2 separate regions of the Sus scrofa genome follow, and region 2 is linked to region 1. The links are chromatin contacts, called in public HiChIP or PLAC-seq maps. All regions are on one chromosome and are shown on one strand. Each heading gives the region's core, a stretch centred on a gene start, on an enhancer-like site or on the middle of the called end of the contact. The rest is flanking DNA. Distances are from core to core; before and after follow the strand shown.

The links. HiChIP or PLAC-seq counts read pairs in DNA pulled down with a chosen protein or histone mark.
Region 2: a contact with region 1 is called in an H3K27ac HiChIP or PLAC-seq map of alveolar macrophages. The contact joins the enhancer-like site here to the promoter of EPB41L2 in region 1. A contact is called at or near these places in 4 of 5 promoter capture datasets (fetal liver, fetal skeletal muscle, liver and 1 more), 11 of 47 Hi-C or Micro-C datasets (alveolar macrophages, embryonic fibroblasts, fibroblasts and 4 more) and 2 of 2 datasets of contacts at active chromatin or transcription factors (alveolar macrophages and skeletal muscle).

What each region holds. Positions count from the first base shown.
Region 1 is chr1:32,416,696-32,419,539 of Sscrofa11.1, reverse strand. It overlaps EPB41L2 (band 4.1-like protein 2), which reads right to left and starts at 1,330. Exons shown (of 18, transcript XM_021088293.1): 1 at 1,142-1,330.
Region 2 is chr1:32,574,090-32,576,789 of Sscrofa11.1, reverse strand. All of the region lies in intron 8 of EPB41L2 (band 4.1-like protein 2), which reads right to left. Among named protein-coding and RNA genes, the nearest start is that of SMLR1, 130 kb to the left of the region's middle. Within about 2 kb of position 1,374, at least 6 of the 83 cell types and tissues checked have an H3K27ac peak or open chromatin away from gene starts, as enhancers often do. A contact at or near this core is called in alveolar macrophages and skeletal muscle, where this site is marked.

The sequences.
Region 1 (2,844 bases), core at 81-2,580:
TGGGTGCCAGCACTGCAAAGAGCAGAGAGCAAAACATGCGTCCCTCTCCGCATTCGCCGGGTCGCCTGCGAATTGCGGGACCTAACGAGCGCCGGCGGGGAACTCGCGCCACGAGTGCGGGAGACGCGCCGCCCTCGCCAGGCTCCCCGCAGCGCCCACGCACGCGGACGGCCCAGGGACGCGCGGCGTCCTCGCCCGCGTTTCCCCTTCCAAAATCATCCTCCTGAGGGAAGCCGCCGCCGCCGCCGCCGCCAGAGCCCCGGCGCTCATCACCAAGCGGTCGAAGGCGGGCGGCCGCTCCGAGCCGGGAGAGGCTCGCGCGCCGCGGCCCGCGCCTGGGATGGAGCCAGACCCCTCCAGCAGCCCGGGACGCGTGACCCCCGAGCCCACCGCACCCCGGCGTGGTCGGCGCAGTCTTCGCCTTACTCCTACCTCACCCGACTCCCGAGAAGGGGGAGGTGGGGGACCGCAGTGGAGCCGGGAAGCGGGGATCCGGCCTGGAGCAACAGGACCCGGTCCCTGAGGTGGGATTGGAGAAGAGGAGAGAGAAGGAGTCGCAGAAAACCCCAAAGCCGGCCGCCCTCCCCCTCCCGGCGGGGCCGTCCCGCCACAGTTTCCTGCCTGGGATCAGCTTCCCAGATGCAGCCAGAGGAAAAATCCGCGTCGCCCGGCAGCTCCGCAGCAACTAGACGCTCGGCTCGGACTCCTCCGCCCCGGCCCCGCCATCCCCCAGCTCCGCACGCCTCCTTACCCGGGCGCCGCACTCAGGAGCTCGCTTGCCGCGGAGATGCGTCCCGTTTCGGCCCCAGCCGCCAGCCCGCCGCGCCCGCCTCCTCCCTCCGCTGGGTTTCAAATTGAAATTCCCCGGCTGGGGCCGTCAGAGGACTCGGCTCTCCAGCCCCGCCCCCTCGCGGCGGAAGCCCCTCCCGCGCCCCCGCGAGACGCGCCCCCGGTGCGGAAACCCCCGCGGGCCGCGACACGCCCCCTGCGCCCAGGCCACGCCCCCGCGCCCCCTCGAGCGACCCTTCCCGAGGGATTCGCCGCGCGTAGTGGCCGGGCTCCCGGGGCTGGTAAGACGTGTCTCGCCCTCAGAGCTGCCCTGAATAGTGACTGCTCATGCCTGTGTGCAAGGCGTTCTTACCCGCGAATCCCGATCCTAAATCCTCTTTTATCAACTTTCAAAAGTTAGTTCTTCAAAATGAACTCATTGGCTAAATCTTTATTAAGCACCTATTCGGTGGCAGACCCCAGGCTAGGCCCCGGTGATACAGAAATCAGGAAAACTAGGTGCTCCTCAGTCTGGAGTGGAAAAAGTGCTTTCGCAGAGAGGGCAGTGAACTGGGAACCGTTTATTCTTCCTGTGGGAGGGCCGGGAGGGAATGGGGAAGCCCCCTGGAGGAGGGGCTTTTACGCTGAACCCAAAGAGTGGGTAGGAACTTCAGGCAGAGGCCTGGAAGCCTGGATTACAGAGCAGGATGTGGCTGAAGAAGAGGCTGGAAACCTAGCTTGAGGCCAATTGTGGAAAGACATGCACACACAAAAAGGCTACTTCCCCGTTCTTGGAGACCATTTTCTTCCAGATGCTACTTATTTCTTCTTTGCTGAACATCGGCATGTCAGATGGGTTGTCCAGGTCATTGCCTCCAGCATCGGCCACAAGGGCAGCTCTGGTCCTTTGCCTTCTCCCACCTCTACTGAGGTCTTTAGGGACTGCACCTTCGCCAAAGTCCTCGTTTCTTTCCTAAACAGAACCTTTTCTAACCTTTTCATTACATCAAAGAGAAAGAGTCCAGGAGATAAGTTATTGACTAAGGTCCTGCCAGTGTGTAATAAAAATAATAAAATCTGACATTTATTGTGTGCTTTATGTGCCAAGCATTATTCTCAGTCCCTCATATGAGTTAACTTAATTAATGCTCCCTCTGCTAAGTACCAAAGGAAAACTTAGTAAGTTGCACTAACTACGACAGAGAGGAAGGCTGACTAGAAAGCAGTTCTGATAAAGAAGACCTGGAATATTAGGGGACAATGCTATTATGAACTATTATGAACTTTCAGGCAGATTTACAATGAAATGAAGATCCTTCATTTTTACAGGCCTTGAAATTAACTCTATACTTGTAATTTTTTAAGGAACCCCTAAAGTTACATAAGATTTAAAGCCCCTAGAACCTTGATCTAACTCTGATGAAACCCCTTTAAAATGTTAGTGCAGTGTAATAACATTAATGTTAATTGACATTAAGATAAATAACATAATTTATAAAACATAATTCTCTTATCAAAGGAAAGTGTAGGAGCTCCCGCTGTGGCACAACAGGATTGGCAGCATCTTGGGAGTGCTGGGATGCGGATTCAATCCCCAGCCTGGCACAGTGGGTTAAAAATCCGGCATTACAGCACTGTGGCTTAGGTCACAACTGTGGCTGGAATCGACCCCTGGCCAGGGAGCTCCATATGCTGAAGGGTGGCCAAAAAATGAAAAGAGAAAAAAAAAAAAAAAAAAGGAAATTATATCCCTACTGTATCCTCTGCTGCAGTCTGTGTATCACTTCTGTACACTACCTTTTAAGAGGAACATTGACAAGCTGAATTATATGCATAGATGAGAGACCTTAATAATGTGGGAGCCAGCAAGACTTAGCCTAAAGAGATAAATGAGTCAAGGTGATGGAGGAGTTCCCGTCATGGTGAAGTGGAAACAAATCCAACTAAGAACCATGTGGTTGCGGGTTCTATCCCTGGCCTCGCTCAGTGGGTTAGGGATCAGGCATTGCTATGACCTGTGGTATAGGTTGAAGACGCGGCTCAGATCTGGTGTGGCTGTGGTGTAGGCCAGCAGCT
Region 2 (2,700 bases), core at 125-2,624, 160 kb before region 1:
TGGGCTGTAAGAGGTAAAAGGGAGGAAAGGAAACAGACTTTGAGACGTCCTGAAGATATGGGAGATAAAAACGTGTTTTCCGAGGGCTATTCCAGCCTCTGGGGACCGTCTGGGTGCCCACCCCAAGGTGCGGTCAGCCATTTGGCTGTAGGCAAATTTACCGCACATGGCTCATGCCAGCTCACGGCTGTTAAATAATGCCTATGTTCTGCAAAACACCAAGCCCTCACAGAAAATTTCTCTTCTAGGCTGACAGTGTTGAAATCTTTGAATTCTTTCAAGCAGTTTTTCAATAACTCTAAGTGCTGACATTCAGTTCTTATTACAACATTCCTTTGGCTGGCATATTTCAAAAGGACTGCAGACGGTTCTTGAACTTATTAATACTGTCTTCTTTCCTCAGCATTTTTAATTGGGGAAAGATGACAATCTAGAATAACTGCAAGCCTGACAGATTTTTAAAAAATCAAATAAATTTACCAACAAGAGTAAAAAACCATCTCCTTGCTTTTCAAGCAGTGTTGAATATCTAATACATACGATGTTCGAATACCTTTAAGAGAATTCAAGACACATAAACCTGAAGACTTATTCAAAGATATTCATGTTTTCAGATATCACTAACAAGATGGAACAAATTCTCATAAACTACACTGAAACAAACCCCAGAGTCTAGTTTTAATTCAATAAAAATATAACATTTCAACTCTCTCATTATGGAGAACAATTTAACACAATTTATATCAGTTTTTTAAAAACAGAAACACAGTACAAGGTAACTGATGCCAACTGCTTTCACTGCTGTGATATGTAAATTATTTACATTTACAAATAAAATTATATTAGACCATCTGAGCAGGTTTAAAAACCTAATCTGTAAGGTGCTTTATTACCCATGGCCTGACAGCCACAACAGTCTTTAGGAACAGAGTAAAAAGCTGGGGTGAATCAGGCACAGGTGCCCCAGCAACTTGGCTCTAGACACAAATGATGTGCTTGCCAAAAATATCACTGGCCATGGCCACAGGGAGCAGGCCGGAAGACTGCCCAAGACAGCATGGCCTCAGCACAAATAAGGAGGCAGCCCTCACTTGAAACATGAACAAAGCTATCTCTAGTGTGAAGCAACCTTCTGACAGGACACTAAGGCTATTTTATCTGACTTAAAAATAAACACAATCTGGATCCAAGTCAATCCATTGATTTTCAGTTGCTCCACATATTGCTTTAGAATTATCAGTATCCGGGTGCATAGAAATTACAGATGACGGGTAAGGAGTTAAAGGGAAAAAAGCGGGTCTTAGTTCTCCTCCCCATGTTAGACTTTTGCCAGTCAGCAACGATGTCAGACAAATAAACTAATAAAAAGGGAGCATCTTCTCTGCCATGTGCACTCCCTCTGGAAGCTGCCCCATATGGACATCAAGAGGATCCCATCTGAATGGGTTCAGCCAATGGAAAGTTCTCAAAGAGCAGAGAAAGAAAGAAGGGAAGACGGTCGGGAGTTTTTAATTCCCAGATTCCCTCCTTGTATGGCTGTGACTGCACCAGAGTGGCTATGTTCTCCTCTCAAGGCAGTCCTTTCTACACAGACACCCTCGTGGGTTCTGGTAAATACTTTGCTTCACTCCTTCACACCCAGAGGAGTCAGGTGAGCTGCTGTTACTAGCTCCTGGTATCACTCTACTCTTGCGGTTTCCCCCTATCTTCATCACAAGCCCTTTTACGCCAACACCCTCACCCTATCCTAAAGTGAGGCTGCCACTAAGAACTCTTCTGACAAGAAAATATTAATTAAAAAAATTTAAACATGATCAATGAAAAATGTATAAAGGTACAAAACTTTAAACTACATGAAAAATTTTAAACTGCTACAGATCTTTTTTCAATGAGCTACAAATATCTTGCTTATCAGATATTACCTAACAAGTCTACCGGATGCTACACTGAATGAATGCATGTTATTCTGAGTTTTTTTAAGTGATCTACTCCTAACCACAAAGCAAGAATGGAAACCATACTTATAACAGAACCAGCAACATTTTTAACTTTTCTAAGACACAACTTCAAAAACAAGAATCCTGAAATGTTTCAGGACTTCCCTCTAAGCACTGCTTTCTAACTAATGATCAACAAAGCAGCAGATATAAGAGTCACATGTGGAAAATAACAGGGTCTAGAGTAGGAGAGAGGGGCTCTGGGGTTTTTTTTTGGGGGGGGGTCTTTTTAGGGCCACACCTGTGGCATATGGAAGTTCCCAGGTCAAATTGGAGGTACAGCTGCCAGCCTATGCCACAGCCACACCAGATCCGAGCCTCATTTGTGACCTACATAGCAGCTCACAGCAACGCTGGATCCTCAACCCACTGAGCGCGGCCAGGGATTGAACCCACATCCTCATGGATACTAGTCGGGTTCTTAATTCACCAAGCCACAATGGGAATTCCTGGGGGGTCTTTTTGATACCAAATCTGCTCCCCCCACCCTTCTTTCTGTTTCTCTGCTGACTCAGCCTGGCCCCATCATATAGAGAAAAGAGCTAAAAGACAAGTATTGGCAAGATCTGTTTTACCTCCTGGTAGGATTTATCAGAAGATATCACAGATGGGACTACTTTATATTATGTGCCTTGGGGCAACAGCCAGAGTGTAATAAGCCATCTGCATTCTGTTTTATGTAGTTTCTATAAAAATAAAAATA